Regions from separate parts of the Zea mays genome. Here region 2 is linked to region 1. The links are chromatin contacts, called in public Hi-C maps. All regions are on one chromosome and are shown on one strand. The core of a region is the stretch at or near the end of the contact, and the rest is flanking DNA. Distances in the headings are between cores, read along the strand shown. Region 1 holds the start of LOC541919 (pyruvate decarboxylase 3). Region 2 holds the start of LOC100281731.

The links. A called contact is a pair of places that touch in the nucleus more often than the background predicts.
Region 2: a Hi-C map of tassel shows a contact between it and region 1, with 2.6 times the contacts expected there. The contact joins the promoter of LOC100281731 here to the promoter of LOC541919 in region 1. A contact is called at or near these places in 2 of 25 Hi-C or Micro-C datasets (endosperm and tassel).

What each region holds. Positions count from the first base shown.
Region 1 is chr1:45,312,178-45,317,527 of Zm-B73-REFERENCE-NAM-5.0, reverse strand. It overlaps LOC541919 (pyruvate decarboxylase 3), which reads left to right and starts at 2,614. Exons shown (of 6, transcript NM_001111582.2): 1 at 2,614-3,282; 2 at 3,360-3,523; 3 at 3,915-4,565; 4 at 4,656-4,773; 5 at 4,877-5,065; 6 at 5,166-5,350. The coding sequence starts at 2,755. The coding sequence ends at 5,336.
Region 2 is chr1:45,758,640-45,763,989 of Zm-B73-REFERENCE-NAM-5.0, reverse strand. It overlaps LOC100281731, which reads left to right and starts at 2,917. Exons shown (of 3, transcript NM_001368087.1): 1 at 2,917-3,890; 2 at 4,336-5,350. The coding sequence starts at 3,490.

The sequences.
Region 1 (5,350 bases), core at 1,365-3,864:
GCAGCTGATCTAAGCCGAAACCAGTGGGAGGACTAAGGAGGGTACGTATCTGGCTTTCTGCTGCATACCGCGGCGTTGTTTTTGCGCGCGCTGCTGCTTTCTCTGCGCTGTTTCCATTCCAGTCCCGAGTCCCATTCTCCAACCCCAAACCCCAATGGCCCAATCCCAACGCGGATAGCGAGCGTCATGGGTGTGCAGTGTGCTCGTAAAGTCGTTGGGGCCTGATCTTGAGTACGGCTAGGTATAGATATAAATGGTACTGATATTATTTGTCTGTATTTGAATTTGAACCGTCTAAGAGGGCTAAAACCCGATCTATATTTCGAGTTCGAGTATTAGTAGCCGATCCGTATCAGAATTATATCTGTACACTCAAAGTTAGATATTTAAGATGTCGATATTAATTCTAATTTTATCCGACACAACTCGACAATATCTGTATCCGATCTGAATTCGAAGAGAAAATATGAAAACAAATATGTTACAAGTACTATCCGTCCGTATCCATTACACTCCTACGGCTACGGGTGTCAATGAGTTCTAAATTATGAAGAAGCATTTAGATCGTGGTTTATTACCTCCTCTAAGTACGGCTCAACCACTATTGGCGTGGCCGTAAGTGTTAGACCCTGTTCGATGGTTCGTGTAAAATAGAGTATGTCTCGTTGTAGATGACATTATTTGATATTGTTTATAATTTGCAGAGTAAACCTTTAAATAGAGGAAGATATATATGAGCTGTTTGAGACGGAGCGCGAGAGGAATGTCGTGTTCCAGGTTTAGCACTGCAGCACGCGATGAACAAAAGGTGCGAACCGACGCATGTGACATGTGAGGCAGAGCCAGCCTGCTGCTGCTCATCCCGTTTTCTTTTTGCCCCCCTACACCCACGTAGCCCGCTCTGTATTTACGTGATCCGTATTTGCGAAATGGTTCTGGGATCTCATTTTAATGCGAATTGGGCACATTTTTTTTTGATCTTTTCAATCTGCGTGTAATATATGCTAATCATCAAATGAGAGGTGTAGCCAGAATTTTTCTTTAGAGGGCAACACATATATAAATATAGTTGTAATATGAATAAATAGAATATATATATATATATATACAATATATAATAGTCATTAGTCATAACAATTAACACATATATGTGTTAAATACATAGTAAATATCAACCTATTATAAACTAACTTTTTTATTTTAGCCATAGACATACAAGTACAAAACAAAATTTCTTTTTGTTGGGGGATCACGGCCCCGCTAGCCCCCTTGTCTACGCATATGTATATTAATCTACATGGTACGCAAATAAATATGGTACCAATTTTCGTGATTTTATTCATGTGTACTTGAAAATAAAAGATTACATTGTCTAAATTTAAAAAAAAAATGGCTCTTTAGCTCTAATTATTTATTTTCGTGTTTGTATATTCTAATTTTGTTTTTTTTTATCCTAGCTATAGCTCGTCAAAAAACATGAAAGCGAAAACATAAGGGAAGTTTTTCATTTAGGGCTAGTTTGAAACCTCGTTTTTTAAAGTGTTTTCATTTTTTCCATAGGAAATTAATTCATTTTTCTCTAGAAAAATAGAAATTCTTTGAAAAAGTAGATTTCTCAAACTTGCTTTTGCATTTGTTTTCATCCTAGCTGCCGGCTATATTACGTACGTTGATACTTTTGAGAGGTGTCAGTATCCTATATATGTCGGCTAGGAAACTTCTTGGATACACGTCCGCACTGAAAAATTTGGATACTGACCAAAAGTAGAAAATAGCCTATATAGGCCCAAGTGCCCAACTACCATGAAGAGCAATCAGCTTTTCTATCCTCATTTCGTTACATCAGACATAAGATTACAATCATTTTCGTTAGTAGAAAAATATTAAAACTACTTAAAAGAGGTCGTTGAGGCTAAGCAAGAGATTATACGTATAAATACTTTGTTTATGCAGGTATTTTTTCACTTTCTGAATCAAATAATGTGTTGCATGAATTGCTTTGAAACCACTAAGTTTTAAGTTAAAGCTTGCTAGATAACAAATTTTAGCTTGTAATTTTATATAATAATAATTTTATTAAAATATACTAACCGTATCTATGTGTCATTATTGTTTGAAAAAAAAAGATGTATCCGATACATATCGGTTCGGATCCTGAATGCGTATAAAGACAACGTAGGGTAGGACGCCGGAATGGAAGTCAAACCGGAGTCCACCGTGCGCAGCAAACAAACACCCAAAACCGGGACGTGCCGTGCGCCCCAAACCAAAACCACCGCCAACCCACACGCGCCGAATCCACTGAAACCCACGAGGCGGCTACCTCGCGCGCCCTTCGTTACACCGACGCGTGGGGCAACCACGCACGGCAACCCTGTCCTGTCCCGTCCCACGTCTCGCGAGTGCACCCCGGCCGGGCACGGGCTCTCCGGGCTCCGGCCTTCCCCCCACCGTCCACTGCGGTTGCGCAGCCCCTGGTTTTCGCCGAAAGACGACGGTTTCTACGCGAAACGCCCCCGTGATTACACGAAAATCCCGTGCACACCCCTCTGCGCCACCTCGGTATAAAATGACAAGTGTTGTCCCCTCCGCCAACTCACCGAACCAAACAACACACGTCAAAGCGGAAAACCTCAGAAAACCACAATAAATCATCCTCGTCCACCACTGCCCCCGCTCTGCTGCAACTCCACTCGGCCCGGCCGCCCTTTCCACCCACCTTGATCCTCTGATCCGTTGGTGCTTGACCGATCCATGGACACCCATATCGGATCCGTGAACGGGGCGGCGTCGAACCAGACGGTTGGCTGCCCGGCGTCGGCGCCGGGGTGCCCGATGGCGTCCACGCCGGCGCAGCCCGCGGCGACCCTGTCGGCGGGGGAGGCGTCGCTGGGGCGCCACCTCGCGCGTCGCCTCGTGCAGGTCGGCGTCAACGATGTATTCGCGGTTCCGGGGGACTTCAACCTCACGCTGCTCGACCACCTGATCGCCGAGCCCGGCCTGCGCCTCGTCGGCTGCTGCAACGAGCTCAACGCCGGGTACGCCGCCGACGGGTACGCGCGCGCGCGCGGCGTCGGGGCCTGCGCCGTCACGTTCACAGTCGGGGGGCTCAGCGTGCTCAACGCCATCGCGGGCGCCTACAGCGAGAACCTGCCCGTCATCTGCATCGCCGGCGGGCCCAACTCCAACGACTACGGGACCAACCGCATCCTCCACCACACCATCGGCCTCCCCGACTTCTCGCAGGAGCTCCGCTGCTTCCAGACCGTCACCTGCCATCAGGTGAGTCCCTGTGTGGACCCACTTTTGCTTGTGATTTTGAGTGCCCGTTTCATCTGGTTGCCTGTTCGTGGATTCAGGCGGTGGTGAACAATCTGGATGACGCGCACGAGCAGATCGACACGGCCATTGCCACGGCACTGAGGGAGAGCAAGCCCGTGTACCTCAGCATCAGCTGCAACCTCCCTGGGCTGCCTCATCCTACCTTCAGCCGCGACCCAGTGCCCTTCTTCCTCACCCCCAGGTACCAAATGTCCTTTTTCTCACATTACTCACCCTCAGGGACCACCTGTCCTTTTTTTCAGATCCACGGGCTGTTTTTTTAGGCAACAATGATAGTAACTTTTATTGGATCATGAAACTTATCCACCAAAAACTCTTCAAATTTGCAACGTTGTCACGTTCTAATTGAATAGGTAGCACTGAGACAATGCAATATCCATTATACATGAAGTCATCTGATGAAATCTTCAGGCTAGATAAGCAATCATCTTATGTGATAATGCAGTGTCATATGATTTTTAAGTCATTTTGATGAGTGACATGTCTGTAAACTTGTAATATGGCACTGCAACTGTGGGAAACTTGATGCTATCAGAAACCTTGATATTAATAATTCCGTTGTAACACTGCAGGACGAGCAACAAGATGGGGCTAGAGGCTGCAGTGGAGGCAACTGTCGAATTCCTGAACAAGGCGGTGAAGCCAGTCCTTGTCGCCGGCCCCAAACTGCGTGTGGCAAAGGCAGGAAAGGCATTTGTCGATATGGTAGATGCCAGTGGCTATGCCTATGCCGTGATGCCATCGGCCAAGGGTCTTGTGCCAGAGACTCACCCCCACTTCATCGGCACCTACTGGGGCGCCGTCAGCACCGCCTTCTGTGCGGAGATTGTTGAGTCCGCAGATGCCTACCTCTTTGCAGGCCCCATTTTCAATGACTACAGCTCTGTTGGCTACTCATTCCTCCTCAAGAAGGAAAAGGCCATCATCGTCCAGCCTGAGCGTGTGATAGTGGGGAATGGGCCGGCATTCGGATGTGTGATGATGAAAGAGTTCTTGTCTGAATTGGCTAAGAGGGTTAATAAGAACACCACTGCCTATGAGAATTACAAGAGGATCTTTGTACCTGAGGGCCAGCCGCTGGAAAGCGAGCCAAATGAGCCACTGCGAGTGAATGTGCTCTTCAAGCACGTCCAGAAGATGTTGACTGGTGATAGCGCGGTGATTGCTGAGACTGGTGACTCCTGGTTCAACTGCCAGAAGCTTAAGCTGCCAGAAGGCTGTGGGTGAGCATTCTGATGGTACTCTGTTCTGTTTGTTTCTCTTGAACTCTGTTCTGTTCCTGGGTTCCCATGAGAACTGTCTGCATGCTGCAGGTATGAATTCCAAATGCAGTATGGTTCGATTGGATGGTCAGTGGGTGCATTGCTCGGATATGCTCAGGGTGCGAACCACAAGCGTGTGATTGCCTTCATTGGTGATGGGAGCTTCCAGGTGAGGAGGTTTCATTGCCTGATCAAACTATCTTTTACTCCCTGCTGCAGTTTGTTGGATGATGGCTCAATTCTGATGTGATCCCGTGGCAAACCTTATGCAGGTTACAGCACAGGATGTGTCAACTATGCTGCGATGTGAGCAGAACAGCATAATCTTCCTGATCAACAACGGTGGGTACACGATTGAGGTGGAAATCCATGACGGGCCATACAACGTCATCAAGAACTGGAACTACACTGGCTTTGTGGACGCCATCCACAATGGCTTGGGCAAGTGCTGGACCTCCAAGGTAAACTGCTTGCTCTTTGGCTAATGCTTGCCGGAAAAACATTTGAACTAGATGGTGCTGAAGAACTTATACCGATACACTGCAATGATAACTTGTCCAGGTGAAGAGCGAGGAGGAGCTGACGGCTGCCATTGAGACAGCGCTAGGGGAGAAGAAGGACTGCCTGTGCTTCATCGAGGTGATCGCGCACAAGGACGACACCAGCAAAGAGCTGCTGGAATGGGGCTCTAGGGTTTCTGCCGCCAACTCCCGGCCACCAAATCCTCAGTAGAAGTCCCGCAGGCT
Region 2 (5,350 bases), core at 1,668-4,167, 450 kb before region 1:
TTTTATTATACAATGCCAGTGCACAGTTCTCTCTCTGACCGAATTTTTTGTATTTTAGTCCCTAAACTGAAGTAAATTCACGTTTAGACCTAAAAAAATTTTAAATGCAGTTTTGGACCCACAGCTCGGCGCCATAGGCCGTGGCGCCGAGCTAACACAGCTCGGCGCCACAGCCTATGACGCCGAGCTGTGACGTGGCCGCAACGGCTAGTTGCGTCCAGGGCTTACCTGGCTCTGACGTGGCGGCGGCGCGGCCTCGTAGCTCGGCGCCACAGATCTTGGCGCCGAGGTACGAATGCCTATAAAAACGCCCGCGCGGCTGGCCGAGAGCAGCTCATTTCATCCCATTTTCAAACTTCGTCAAAAATTGCTGGATTCAAAGATTTGAGTTGGTTCACTTCGTAGGCCAAGGTATGATTTCGAACTGATTCGTTTTGTATATTGGGTTGTTAGTTAAATAATTTGTATACACCTATTATATTATTATTTCGAATATTAGTTTGTGTAGACTTATTATAAAGCATAATAGGTACAAGTGATAATTATAATCGTTTATTAGATGAAAGACATGTACCGAGAGGCGTTGTGGCAGAAGAGAGGTCGTCCTCGGGAGTTATATCCGGACGTATCTAGTAAGGATGCTCCTGTTCCTCCTGAACTCCCCGTGCCTAACTGTGACTGTGGCAGACTAGCTTGGGTACATCAATCACAACATCCAGACACGGCTGCTCGCTGCTACTACCTTTGTGGCACTTTGGACGTACGTAGCTTATGACTTGTCACTTAACTTTGTTCGCGTTCATTATTTTGTAGATATGTAATAGTGCATCTTTCCATTATTTTAGGGACATCAGAGGTGTTTCTTTTTCCAGTGGATCGATGGTCCTGATAAATTTGACCCTCGATATCTTCTTTTCGTTAATTGGTTGAGTGGAAGGACCAGTCATGAGCGTTTTAAGCGTTGGGTACCTCCTCCCCCGAATCCTCCACCAATGACGGATGCAGAGAAGGAGGTAGCAACAGAAAGACGGATGGACTCACCGCCTCGATGCGATTGTGGAGACCGTGCTGTCATCGACGAAGACTATGACAAGCAGTTCTGTTGTCCGAACATTGATTATGTGAGCCCATTGATACGCTAAATATATGAACTAGTTTTTATTTACAATAAATTACTAATTTTTTCTCCTGCAGCCATACGGGTGGCGTAAGTGTCGTTTCAGAGAGTGGTTGTATGGTCCTTTGTCCCATTGGCCAGAGCCAGAGGTAAAGGAAAAGAGATACATGGGGTGGGCGGCAGAAGAGGTCAAATTTGATCCAGTACTCTGCAAATGCGGTATTGAAGCTAAGTATGGATTAGTTCCTTCGGAGCTTGGTGTTGGATATTTTTGTGGACATATGGTCGATTACGATGAGGTTGGTATTTTTTTGCACCAGATGTAATGTTATAGCGGTACTTACTATTTTTTTGTAGGAGACGAGGAAATGCAGTTGGGAGAGTTACGACGACAAAGGAGAGGTGATGCGGACAATAGAGTCCAAGAGAATAATGGGACAGAAGATGCGTTGTGGATCTCAGCTCGTTGATTCGTACATTAACGATCGCATACGCGACATGCGTAGGGAAGCAAAATCTGCCTTTTATGATAGCCCGAAGCGTGCAGAGTATAGGAGGTTGAAGGCGGCAGATGAGAAGAGAGCACAGGATGCAAGGGAATGGGAAGCGGCTCAAGCCGAGAAACAGATGTTGGATAATCTTGCTGATCGCCTCAAGGGAAGTAAGTGAGATAAATGATATTTTAATTATGTTAGTACAATTTATTTATCCTGACTTTGCTAACTTAATTTTCTCATTATATTTGCAGAGATTGGAAGCGGCGTAAACTATTTGGCCGATGAGGCGCATGCGAGATATGTGCGGCAGTGGGCGGAGCTCGGGCGCGGCACAGGGCGGGCGGCGGCGACCGCGCTCGGGGGAGCTCGAGCGGGCGGCGGCGACCGAGCTCGGGGGAGCTCGAGCGGGCGGCGAGCTCCGGCGACGTCGGGCGGGGCTCGCTAAGGCGAGCCGGAGCTCGGCCGGGACGGGCGGGCGGCGGGGAGCCGGAGTCCGGGGAGGCGGCGGCGATTGAGGAAGTCGGCGGCGGCGTTGGTTTGGAACGAGCAAAGACAAGAAACGCGCGCACAGAGAAGGCCGTTTCCAGTTTTTTCCTAGCTCGGCGCCAAGATCTGTGGCGCCGAGCTAGGTGCCACGCAGGACTGCCACGTCAGGGAGCTCGGCGCCATAGGCTGTGGCGCCGAGCTGTGTTAGCTCGGCGCCACGGCCTATGGCGCCGAGCAAAGGGTCCAAAACTGCATTTAAAATTTTTTTAGGTCTAAACGTAAATTTACTTCGGTTTAGGGGCTAAAATACAAAAAATTCGGTCTCTCTGAAGACTGAAAAAGAAGGAGAGAGAGAAAGAAGGCAGAATCAATTCATATCTCAGACTATCTCACCACGGCTTATCCATTTGTCTCCCGTTACTAACTCCACTCTATAAATCATGTAATTTATAATAATATAAAACATTGTTTTGTATAGACACACACGATGTACACTAAGACTAATCTCATCTTCTATCTTAAACTTCACTTTATAAATAAATTCTACAGTACAAAACTGCATTTTGCATTACCGTACGACGTGCCGAGGACGGCCTGGCATTTGGACCAGGAATCCCAGCTTCGCATAGCGTATTCGGGGTGCATGGTGGATGCAAAGGAAGCTTGCCATTTGCAAGCTGCAAAGCATCTACATTATTCATTTCGGTTCCTATTTTTTCTGCCTGCGCATGGCAGCAAGATCACATGAACGCACCAAACACCTCTCATTAATTATTCGCAGGACGCCAGCCCCACCTCCCTCTCCTCTTCCTGCCATGCCTTGGCCCATGGCCCATCGTCCATGGACATGGACCAGAGGCCCTCACGCTCACGCCTTCCTAGCACGCTGGCATTGGTAGTACTACAAAAACAGGCGTCGTTTTTCTTTGCCTCCCTCCCCACCTTGTCTGGCTCCCTTCTTCGCTCTCCATGAGCTGAGCAAGGCTGGGCAGCAACACGGCGACGGAGAAAAATCTCTTCCCTGGCTCAGAGATTCCCCCACAAGACCACGGCATTTCCCCTTGCTACTGACCAAACATCGCAGCCTTTTCTTTTTGCGATTTTTCTTCACATTTTGTAGACACCAACGCCCCTTCCTTCAGTGTTCTGAATATAAATAAATACAGTAGATTCATCCAGCAGAAAATACAGAACTCTCGGTTTGTTCTGATCACTCGGTTCCATCTCCCAAAGCGACCCCGCCGCCAGTAGATCCATCCGGCAAGAACTCGGTTCTGCTCCGTCCTTCTGCCGTGCAGAAACGATCCCGCCGCCTTCAGTAGCGGTAGCAGAAAGCCCTATCAAGCGAGTGAAGACTCAGCAGCAGGCAAAGAGGTCGAGTCTCCAGCGATGGCGGCGGCGCTGGAGTGCTGGTCGGGGCGGCCGAGCACCGACGAGGAGATGGTGGAGCAGGTCCTCATGAAGCCCCACGGCCGTTCAGACGACTCCCTCCCGACCTGCGCCGACTCTGCCTCCGCCGGCGAGCCGACGTCGGCGCCCGCGCCGCCCAACCCCAAGAAGTGGCAGCGGCTGGGCCGCAACTTTGCCGGCGCCATCGCCGCGTTCAAGAACACGCTGAGCCTGGATGGCGGCGGCCTCCCCCGCGACCCCTCGCCTCGGGCCGAGAAGCCGCCGCCGCTCCTCCTCCGTGGCCTCGCGCAGCTCTACTCCCGCGGCGCCGCCGCCAACCAGCAGCTGCCGGAGAAGCTCGTAGCTGACCTCCGCCGCCACTTCGACGCTCTCCCCAACAGGTCAGTGTCCCAAAGTCGCCACCTTTTGTGTGTGTGTGTGTGTGTGTGTGTGTGTGTGTGTGTGTGTGTTTTACCCCATTTAGCAGTTAGCACCACCCGATTCCGCAACAAAGCAAGCTGTATTACTCGGCCAGCCTTTTCCCTCTTTCGGTCAAATTTTGCAACTCTATAGAGAGGTGCAGACCTACTTGCCACTGCCTCTATCGACGGCACAAATTTGCTGCAATCTGAGATTAGTTTCGTAAGCAACTAGTAATAGCTGGATCTTTTATCTACCATCTTTGTCATTAACTTCCAGAGATCACAAATCTGTGCAGTGAATTTCTGTTACTGCGTTTATGATTAAACCGACCACATAATTTGATATCTAAAGCTAAAGGCGACAGTGCATTTCTGTCTGGATCTGCTGAACGGTTGCTGACAAGCAAAAACTTCGATTTTGCAGCTACGCACAGGCAGGATTTGACATGAAAGATGTCCTCTTGCATGCCCGCCTTGTAGAGCAGGCGACCGGCGAGGATCAGCCTGCGGTGAACATTGAGGAAGTCCATGGCAGAGGAGCTGGTGATGAAGGCACTGTTTTCCAGCTAACATTTGCTTGCACTGCCCCGCTCTCGTGGCAGTCAATGTCAGGATCACTAGACAGCCCTTCGTTCTGCTGCAAGAAGATCCAGATCTTTGAGAAGAGAGGTCTGACACTTGGTGTCGTCATGATACTTGTGCAGACTGGGAACGAGGCGCTCTTCAAGAACCGGGTTGAGTCTGCGCTGAAATCGGTAGCAAAGAAGCAAAGGAAGAACAGTGGTGGTGGTGTGAAGCTGCCATTCGGGCTCTGCGGTTGCCAGGAAGAAGGATCGAGAAACTTCGATGAGGAGTCGATGTTTGATCCGGACGATGGCCAGGTACTCGACAATGAGCCGGCGCGCAGGCCACAGCTACCCACTCGCCTACCGCAGTCATCAGTCTTCGTCTCGGTAGATGAATGGCAGACCATCCGCTCTGGTGGCGAGGAGCTCGGTCGCTGGATGCTGCGTTCCGAGGAGATCGAGTTCATCGATTGGGTTGGTGCGAATTCGTTCAGGGGTGTCTATAGAGGAAAGAAGGTTTGGGTCAACAAATTGAGGGGCTGTGACATGGGAAGTGCTTACGAAGTTGAGATTCGTCAGGACTTGCTGCAGTTGATGAGTTGTGGCCAGAGGAACATCCTGCAATTCCATGGCATCTGTTTCAATGGAAACCATGGGCTCTGCATAGTAACCAGGATGATGGAAGGGGGATCAGTTCATGATATTCTTACGCAGAGAAACAAGAGGCTGTCCCTCCGGGACACGGTCAGGATCGCTCTTGATGTCGCCGACACTCTGGCTTTCATGAACAGCTACGGCATTGCGTACCGCGATCTCAATGCTAGGAAGATCCTGCTGGATAGGCAAGGGAATGCTTGCCTCGGGGATATGGGC